Linked DNA regions of Zea mays: region 1 is linked to region 2. The links are chromatin contacts, called in public Hi-C maps. All regions are on one chromosome and are shown on one strand. The core of a region is the stretch at or near the end of the contact, and the rest is flanking DNA. Distances in the headings are between cores, read along the strand shown. Region 1 holds the start of LOC100285952. Region 2 holds the start of LOC100284852 (glycosyltransferase).

The links. A called contact is a pair of places that touch in the nucleus more often than the background predicts.
Region 1: a Hi-C map of bundle sheath shows a contact between it and region 2, with 2.0 times the contacts expected there. The contact joins the promoter of LOC100285952 here to the promoter of LOC100284852 in region 2. A contact is called at or near these places in 3 of 25 Hi-C or Micro-C datasets (bundle sheath, ear and endosperm).

What each region holds. Positions count from the first base shown.
Region 1 is chr5:60,873,253-60,878,170 of Zm-B73-REFERENCE-NAM-5.0, reverse strand. It overlaps LOC100285952, which reads right to left and starts at 3,334. Exons shown (of 11, transcript NM_001158841.2): 1 at 2,845-3,334; 2 at 1,502-1,910; 3 at 1,215-1,342; 4 at 1,076-1,135; 5 at 649-798; 6 at 31-186. The coding sequence starts at 3,066.
Region 2 is chr5:60,605,464-60,610,981 of Zm-B73-REFERENCE-NAM-5.0, reverse strand. It overlaps LOC100284852 (glycosyltransferase), which reads right to left and starts at 3,069. Exons shown (of 2, transcript NM_001157747.2): 1 at 2,581-3,069; 2 at 813-2,469. The coding sequence starts at 2,704. The coding sequence ends at 1,226.

The sequences.
Region 1 (4,918 bases), core at 2,085-4,584, 270 kb before region 2:
AAAAAGAAAACATATTTTAATTGAGTTCACCTCTTCTGCACTAGGCCGGTCTTTAGGATCAAATGCAAGCAAACGCTCTAGAAGACGAAGAGCCAAAGGATCAGCATGTCGAAATTTATGAGTAAAGGGCACGGGATATTTTTTCCGCATGCAGCTCAAATATCTCCTGGCCTTCTCATTTCGAATCTGCAAAGACCGTAGACAACATTATGGATGTTTTCTCCGCATGTGGAATCTCTAGAAGGAGCAGACATCACAAAATAAACAAATAAATGGGGCCTGAAGGAAATATTTCAGTGGCTTGCAATGGACTTTGTTGATAAAATGGTGCATTAATATTATATTCGCATAGATCCTTTGCTTAGGGACTGTTTGGATACACGCACTAATTGGGGCTGAAAAATAAAAATAGCTCAAATTACCTATGGTTGGATAGCTAGTTGGCTAACAACTAGTTCAAGATTTGGCTAAAAAAATAGTCCATCTATTAGCTCTTTTGTTGGGATGCACTAGAGCTATTTTTAGCTACCTAGTGATTAGCTCTTGTATCCAAACAGGCCCAGAGTCTTGTTAGAAAACATTAGCTACTTTAATGATATATTACGAGGTTTGGGCAACAGTGACACAGAAAAAATTGAGATGTAGTACCCGGGATAAGGTCTCAGATGATGGAGTCCCAAGAAGATCTGTTATAATATCTAATTGGTGTACAACATTCTTCCCAGGAAATAGTGGCCTTCCAGTGAGAAGTTCAGCAAATATGCACCCAATGCTCCAAATATCAATTGCAGGAGTGTACTGCATGTGAATAAAAACGTGTCAGAATTCGGATAGCTGTAACATAAGGCTTTTGGAACATAATCTTGTCTATACACCTCAGTTTTCAGCACAGATTACTACAAGAAAATAAAGAATACATAATTGCAGGAGTATACTACAAGAATATTCACTACAAGGGAAATATGATGCACTACACAATTGACCACTTCATGCATTAGGAACTTCAATATGCACGTGCATACATAGTGCTCTAACAATATTAACTTTGATGTCATTCAAGAGAAGGAGACATTACTTTGGAGAAAAAGGAACCACATAGTTCAGGTGCCCGGTACCACCTTGTTGCCACATAGTCCTTCAAACAGAAAAGCAGAAGCACATTAAAAACGGGAAAGTGGAACATGAATGCTTCCATAAAATGGCAAGCGTCTTACTGTCCAAAATATAGCTGAAGGGGCATCATTGAATGATGCACGGGCAAGTCCAAAGTCACATATTTTCAGTTTGCAGTCCGAGTTAGCCAGTATATTCTTGGGCTTTAGATCACGATGGAATACATTAGCTGCACCAATATAGACCGCAAGGAGCACATTATCATAATATATCATAACAACAAACTAGATAACCATGAGCAGATGAACCACAACAGTCTGACAAATATATAAACTGCCTTGGTACATGGGATAGGTACCATGTGGTTGGTACTAGCTAATATACTTACCGGCATGTATGTACTTGAGAGCTCGAAGAAGTTGGTACAGGAAAAACTGGTGATGTTCAGGGGTGAGGTCATCATTCGCCCTGATCACTTGATGGAGATCCGACTCCATGAGCTCAAAAACAACATAGATGTCTTGGAACTCCCTCCGAGAAGGAGGGAGCATGATGTGCTTAATCTCGACTATGTCTGGGTGACGAAGCAACCGGAGGAGCTTGATCTCCCGCAGTATGCGTGTGGCATCCGAGACGTGCTCAAACACATCATTGATCTTCTTGATAGCAACCCGCTCACCGGTGCGGGTGTCCACAGCTGCAGCAACTACTCCGTAGCTCCCTTTACCAATGACTTCTTGGATCTGGTACTGGCTTGCCTCTCCGTACTCTGTGAAGAACTCCATTTCTACTGAGTTCTGTAAGACCGCAATTTCAAGTACATATTGAAGTTAACCAGAGATATACAGAATGATGAGTATCCAAGGAATGACTTGTTACAAAATACCTGTAGTGAAACAACCTATGGCTAACTGAACAGTAGTGTATCCTATCGCTGAGAGATGTTCGTCAGCAAATCAAATGGAATGGCCGCATGACATGCATCTACAAGTTTATAAAGCTAGGATCTTTCCCCTGGGCCATGACCGACCAACTAAAAATTGACTTTTCACTAAAGACGCGGTCAGCTAATTCAGTAGGAACACACGCGAGGACAAGACTTTTTCTCATTGAGCTAGTCGAATCCCTAACAGCAACAGGCAAAGGAAAACTGGAGGTACAGGTGCAGATCAAGTCTACCTCATTGAAGCCGAGCCGGTGCCCTGGTCAGCTGATCAGATTATCAAAAACACAAGTGGGCAACTTAGAGAAGATTTCCCCACAGGATCAGTATAACGCGGACGATGCCAGCAATTGCCGAGATATAGAGCTAATAACTGAAGTTTGACGGCGCAAGACGAGAGCACCATACTACTATTACAGTAAGTAGGAGCATATATATACGATTATTTCATAAGCTGGGAAATCGGAGTAAAGGCAGCACCGATCAGATCGAAAATAGAAAAGCATCACCCGCACAGCTCCCCAATGCATACGCGGAAGGAAACGAGGCAGTCACTCTCCTGCCCTCCTACAGCTACAGTCCTACTACATGGCAAGAAATTGCACGGCACGCGAGCAGCCAGATCCCAAGAAAATCCGACCTTGGCAAGAGATTTCCCGTGACCCGCGGGTCAAGGAGCAGCAGGAGGAAGGCAGAGTCGTCCGCCCGCCCCCACCCAGTCCACAGTCCACAGAAGCGAGCGAGCGAGCAAGGCAAGGCAACGGAGGCGGGTCCAGTCGGTCGCTCACCTTCCTGTGGCTCTCGACGGGCAGCGGCATCTTGCGCTTGGGCACGCGGATGGCGCGGAGGCCGAGGAGATCCGGGTCCTCGATGACCTCGAGATCGGATGAGCCGTCGTCCGCTTCCCCCTCGCCGGCGAGGGACGACTGGTTGGAGTTGGAGGTGGAGCCTTCGCTCCGGCGGTGGAACCAGCGGCGGAAGCCGTGCACGATCGCGCCCCCTCCGCCCATGCTCCTAGCCCTGCGCGCCCGACGGCATTGGCTGCCCGCCCGCCCGCCCGCTTAACTATATACACACCACACGTCCACCCGCTCCAAGCAAGCTCCTCCTCTCCACTCCTCCCTTCGGTTTTCTGTCCTTACTCGCGGACGCTTGCTTCCCTTCCCCGACGTGCTACTCCCACCCGGGCCAAGTCCAAGGGGGGAAGCCCCCGAGTCGTCGGCGCCGTGGGGATGGGGACTGGATTGACGGATTGAAGAACGGAAAATGATGGGCGTGATGGGAATGAGCGGGATCTTGTTATACCAGTTGGGATTGGATGGACGGCTTTCTTCTAATTTGTAGAGAAAAGAAAAATCTAGATAAAACAGTGACGTCATCGTGAGTGGCTCCCCTGCTTGATAATATATAAAAACAGTTATTTTAGCACCTTATATAAGCTAATAATAAGCTTTGCCAAATCAGTCATATAAGCTAATGGGCTGCTGGCCACGCGTTGCTTGTTGCAGGAGGCGAGAGCATCGCCTACTCCACCAGGCCATGGCCAGCTGTGGCTGCAACCGCGTCGTCGTGGATGAATGGATCGCTCAACTTGCACCGTTGCCCGGATGAATGGATGTCTCAGACATCCCACAGGCCACAGCATGTGCAGAAAGAGAGACCGAATGTGCCGCGTCACAGGCTTTGGTTGGGAGCGTGCGTGACAGCGAGAACCGAACCTGCTGGCTGTAAAAGGACCTGGTCAGCGAGATTCTCTACTCTATTCTACAATCTTCCGCAATCATATTTACTCTAAATCTCTACCCTATACCAACTACCATATATTCTATTTTTTCATCTCTCCTGTCCCCACTCAACCCACACTCAACTGTCAGCCAACCAATGGAAATAGGAGAGAGATTATGCAGTTGGGGGGAAACGTGCGCTGACTGTGGGGTTCGGAAAACTTACAGTGCTCTTTTCAGTCACCCGTTGTAGCAACTCTGAGCGCTATATGATACTGTAAATATTTGAGGTTGAGTTTTACCGTCACCACTGCGGATAGCCTAATCACCGGGCTCGGTCAGCAGTCGCCCGGATCGGATGAGCGGCGAGTTATTATTAGGGCATATATGTTGGTGATTTATTTTCGATTGCTTCATGGCATAAAAAAAGTAACACAAGTTCGATGGATATACTCTTCAGGATAATCATATGGGAGAAGAAACGAAGGTGACGGAATTGTTACAATATATTGTGTACTCGTGATAAATCCTTTCTCCCTAACGGTTATTTCCAAGGGACACACCCCTTAGGAGATACTGTTTAGACTTGTATAAGAGAATCCTCTCTGCAATAAAGGAAGATAACTGTCATTTGTACTATCTCTCAGTCTCGTTACCACTGCGCTCTAACACATTATCAGCATTGTGCTCGCGAGATCACAGAAGAATGAGAGATCGGTTTCAGGCAATTTTGATCTGTTCAGACAGGACGACATGGCGATGATGTCCGTGAACGCTTTATCTGTTGCTACTCTAGGCATCATTTCTTGCTTTGATTGATGGTGTGTCTTGTCTAGCACTATGGATCTACAACAATTCTGTAAGCATTAAAACATAGCACATTTTTAAGTCGAAACTTAACGGTCGTCATGCAAAATAAGGTTGCATTTTTTGAAAAGGCATAGGGTGATGGAGTCCTAAGCACTGGCTGCGCTAAATTCTTTATAAAGTTTAGTAGCCCAGAGACCGTGTTTTAGGCCGCATTTGAAATGCCTATCACTATGAGATCTACATCTTTCGAGATGATTACCTATATGTGCTACCCAAAAAGATCACGGACCACGCAGGCGTCGCGGGCTATGGAGCCAGGCTAGACGCT
Region 2 (5,518 bases), core at 1,820-4,319:
GCCCTGCCACAAGAGTCTCCGTTGCTGAGGATGGGATGAGGGGGCGCATGACATGACTGTTAGAAACTATATTGTCTAGTATCGTTCCTAAGACCTTAGAATATGAATTCGTAACTGAAAGTAAAACCCCGATAACGAGTAGATCTAATCTATTGAGAGGAATGGAGAAACATACCTTGTTGTTGTTGTTGCTATCTTCGTATCGATGCCCTGCAGAGAAGCAGCAGACATCGCAGCAGGCATCGGTATCCGAGCCGCTGTAGGTTGTCGTGTTTCTAGACACTCCGACACCTAGGCGATGGGGGCCTCTGGGGATTAGGGTTTTAAGGCGGGGTACTAGCGTTAGGGGGTGTTTGAATACACGAGAGATGATAGTTAGTGGCTAAAATTAATTGAGGCGTCCAAACACCCTAGCTAATATTTCAGCTATTAGCTATTTTTGATAAATTAGTTAATAGTTGAGTAGTTATTTGTTAACTAGCTAATTCTACTAACAATTTTTAGCCAACTAACTATTAGTTTTAGACTTTTAGTGCATTCAAACACCCTCTTAGTCTTTCCTGCGACCCCTTAGTCCTATATATATAGCGTCGTGTGTATGGGGGCTCCAACCTAGATTAGCGTGGGCCCTCCCGATCAAGGGTCCGATTAAAGGAACGATAATTGGGTTAAATCTAATCCACTCTCTATTGACCGGCTGTAGAGGACCCATCCAACAATGACATGACATGGCTTATGTAACTGGCAAGCCAAGCTGCCGCTGGTACAGGGAACCTTCAAAGGAAGGAAAAATATTGCCTGGCAATGGCAATGGCAGTCACCCGACCTGGCAAGAATGGAAGATGATGATGGGGCTATGGACAAATAATTGGGAATTTACCTATTCCTTGTGTTCGCCTCTACTGACAGCAATCAATCAATCATTTACAGTGTGTGTTTGTGTAGATTAACCTTGGACACGACAATACCTTGTTTTTGTTCCTATCCTTCCTCAACAACAACAACAAAAAACAAAACAATGAAAGAAATGAATCTTGCCACCACAAGAGTGGAGAGGGAGAGACTAGAGAGAGAGGGGAAAGGAGAAGAGGAAACAAGTATATGTATAGAACAACAACAGAAAAAAAAAAGAGAGAGAGACACGGCGTGAAGTGAGGTGAGCAGCTGATCTGAAGTGAATGAAACCTGCAGCAGAGCAGAGGAAAGAGGGGGAGGTCATCATCAGTCATGGCGTCGGCAAGAGATCTCGCGCCTGCTCCAGCGTCCTGGTGAACCTGGTGAGGTTGAGCCTGACGTTCTGCTTGTCCAGGTACACCGTCTTGATGGCGTCCCACCCCTTCTTGTGCACGTCGTAGGGGTGCTTCAGGTAGAAGTGGTCCTCCGGGTAGAGGTCCCTGAGCGAGCTCTCCTCCAGCGACACGTTGTACTCCATGTACGTGACGTCCATGTCCCTTGCGGGGTCCTTGAAGGTGACGCGGGTGAGCCACTCCAGCCCGCCGAACGGCACCACCTGCACCAGCACGGCGCGGCTGGGCAGGAACACCATGTTGGTGAGCCCGGCGCCGTGCACGCCCATCATCACGTCCGCCGAGTTCACCAGCCTCGCGAAGTTGGGCATGTCCGTGTGGTTGTCGGGCTCGGCGATCCGCACGTCGAACCGGGCGGCCGCCGCGGCGCGCGCCATGGCGCGCTCGTTGACGAAGCGGCGCGAGCTCTTGCGCGAGATGATGAGGAGGCGGGGCCGGTCCCGGCGCCGGGGCGCCCCCGACCGCGACGCGACGGCGCGCTCCAGCCGGAACGCGCGGCGGAGCAGGCGCTTGAAGTCGGCCACCGTGACGCCGCCGGGCGAGCGCGAGGGGTCGATGCCCATGGCGCGGTGGAAGGTGGAGCCGATGATGATCCGCGGGAAGCAGTGCACCTCGCGGTCGTTGTTCACGTCGATGACGTCGTAGCGGGAGAGCTGGCGGAAGAGCGGGCGGAACTTGTCGGCCCACCAGTCCTTGATGTCGGCCAGCAGGAACTGGACCTCCCCGCCCAGGTGGTTGGTGCTGGCGAAGAGCGGCACCAGCACGTCGGCGTAGTCGTGGTACAGGTTGCCCGCGAACCCGCCGCTGGAGAAGAGGAAGCCCGGGACGGAGTGGGTGCGCGTGCAGAGCGGCGGCACGGCCGTGTCGTTGGGGCCGCCGAAGGGGACCAGCGTGAACTCGCGCACGTCGTCCATGGCCACGGCGTCGTGCCGCCGCGCGTACGGCTTGGTCCGCCACTCGCGGGACAGCGGGCTGATGTAGATCCGCGAGTGGTTGCCGTCCACGCGGATGTCGCCCACGGCGGCGCACCGCTCCGACCGCTTGCTGGTGTTGTAGCAGGTGGGGCGGGACGGGTCGAAGTCCTCCTCGCCCACGGGGCCCGTCAGCTTGTACCGCGTGCTGTCGTAGTCCTCGTCCACCTCCACCTCCGCCACCGCCTTGGCTGCAACGTCGTAGCCCGCGGTGGGGACGGTTAGTGGATGGACGGAGGAGAAGGCAGGCAGGAGGAGGAATCGAAGAAGCAGGAGGAGGAATCGAAGAGGCGGAGACGTACGGAAAGGGTTGGAGCAGTATCGCGCCTTGATGTACGTGAGGACGCAGAGGGAGACGACCATGGTGACGACCATGGCGGCGTTGCCCACCCGGCGCGGCTCCTGCCGGCCCCTCGGCTGCTTCATGGTCACGGCCGCACCGCACCCCCTCCTCCGCCCGCTGGATCTGGAAGCGACGCGAGCTGCAGTAGCGACGGTGGAGAGGGTATTAATGGAAGGCAGGCCGAGGCCGGGAGGGATTGGGCTCGCTCGCGTCCGCCGATGGCGACCCCGCGGCGGGCAGCGCAACCAGAAACGAGTTTGGTGGGTGGTTGACGCCCGCCCGATGGTTCGCGGGTGCGGGCGCGGGGTGTCCCGGTCCCGGGGAGGGGAGGATGCGAGGCCGATGGGGCCTGCGTGCCACGGCAACCACTACGGCAAGCAAGCAAGCTACGCTACAGAGCCTACAGCCGACGCGCCGGCCCCAGCCCAGCGTACCAACCCACCCATCCGATCCATCGGCGAACGAACGGTAGAATAGATGCCCGCGCCCCGCTGCGCTGATGATGGGTTCGTTCAACGCGGCGGGTGGGATCGGTCGGTGCCCCGCCACAGTGCGGAGCGCAGTCCACGGACACGGACAGTAGTAGCACTGAGACATGGCGCGGCGGCCGGCGGCGAGCCAAGCGTCACCAGCATTGTTTCGCCCGGCCGGCCGGACGGGACACGGGACCTTTGCAGGCAGAGAGGCGCGCGCGGCTTGTGCGTGCGTTGCGGTGTTGCTGTACGTACTGTGGCAGTGGCTGTGTGCTGTCAATTCGCGAGCTTCCGTGCGCGCACGTGCTTGGCCCTGCCTTGCAAACGCCGTAACCCAATCCACGTCTCGTGCTAGACAGCCCAGGTCATCCCATCATCAACTGGCATCTGAGCCAGCCTCGTAATGACGGTATCAATTATCATCGTATGGCTTCCGGACACTCTAGAAGCTTGATATTTGAATCCCGGGAGCCGCACGGCCGTGCCATCTGCTTCCCTCCCAGCTTGCTCGTCAACGCACGATTAACATGCCATACTAATAACGCCATGGCGTGGCACGCTAGCACCTAAGGGCTTATTTGGGAGGAAGAGTAATGGAGAGGATTGAAGCGGCTAGAATACCCCACTATTCAATTTTAAATAGTGAGGAATTATAGCACCCTCAATCCCCTTCATTTCACTTGCTCCCAAACAAGCCCTAAGACTATATCCAGCAGTTTGTCCCTACTTCATATTTATATTTAAATTTCACTCTATAAACTACGATACAAAATGGTATTTTGGATGACTATATATATAGATAGATTATTGAACATGGTCTATCGTTCGTCAAGCACATCACCCCGACACCCTTAGCAAAAGGGTTAGAATGCTGACCCAAGTGTGGACGTAGATCATTAGGGTGGGTTTGATGATGATGATAGGGACAAAAGAACTGCAAGATACGTGGTTTACAACCGTGAGGTTTTTGCAAAAAGATGTAGATGATCATCATTGCCAATTCCATCCGGCATCGAATGCCACAGCCGACAAGGAGCTGAACAGACTGTCAGAAAGCAAAAGTAGCGCGACCTTCCTATTTGCTCATCACTACGGTTATTTAACTGCCCGGCCTGTACATGAAAAAGGGCATCGCTGGCGAACACCCAATAAAATCGCAACAATTTATTTAATTGGATGCTCATTTTATGTTGGGAAGTCCAAAACTGTTGACTTATTATGTTAATGACTTGTTATGTTAGAACATGTACAACCCAATTAAATGAGATATCTTTGTTGTCCATTTAAATGATTTTCACTTTATTTAAATAAAAAAAATTATGGCCAGCCAGGCTGGGCCGCTACAAGGCCCAAAAGGCCGAGCAGCCCAACCCAGCCGGCTGGAAGAAAGGCTGGCTGAGCAGCCCTTTCAGGAACACGTGTCCTAGGGCACGGAAATGTCATGCCGTGAGAGCAAGAGAGGATGTAGCGAAAAGGAAGTTGGCTTTCCTGGCGGCGGCGCGCTGCAGCCTGGTCTTTCGGCGCTCGCGAATTCCTGGCAGTCAACTGCGCAACCTCCTCTAGTTCGGCTCCATAACTATGGAGATTTGCTTCCTGCTCAACACCTCGCCTAAAATCGCTAGTTCTCTGTTCCTATTCCTCCTCTCGGTTCTAGTCACGGTTTGGATCGATTCCTTCGATTTTTGGTGTTCTAGTGTTAATCCTGCTGGTGGAAGAAGGTGGAGGTGGCCCTGCTTGTGCGCAGCGCGGTTCTCCTGCGCTCCGTTGTCTCACCAGTGCACCTGTGTGGTGCTCTGTCTGTTCTGATTATTGTCCACTGTGGCCTGGTGCCTGGGCTCCCTGCTGCGTGGTGTTCGTCTTCTCGGGCTGGTGTCGTGGACGTCTCCCTCGGCTCCGGCAGCGGCTCTAGTATCTCCGTCAACCTCCCGCCGTGCAGGCCCGGACGTCAGTAGCGTAGCTAGAATTTTTCCATGAGGTATGCCATTAAATTTTTTTTATAAATAATTTAATTTAATATATAATAATTTAGTATATAGTTCAAAATATAACACTGTAGATTTAACATTTAAGTCTATAAATGTATATATTAGAATGCAAATATAATATATATCAGTATTTTTTATATGGATCTTGGTGGGCTGGTGGGCCGGCTTAGGATATGCCGTGGCCCACCCGGACCACCCATTGTCTACGCCCCTGCCGGACGTGGGCGGCGGAATTGATTTTCTGGGACAGAACCTTGTGTTCGCTGAGCTGGTCTTCCCACGTAGACAATCTACGTGTTGTGAGTTATTCGTTGTCTCACTTTATTTACTGTTTAATTTTATGCAATCTGCTAGTATTAAATACTTGGGTGTGATTGCACTGTTGTGGGCGGATTTGTGTGCTCGATGATGATAGCGGTGTATTGAGACAACGTGACAG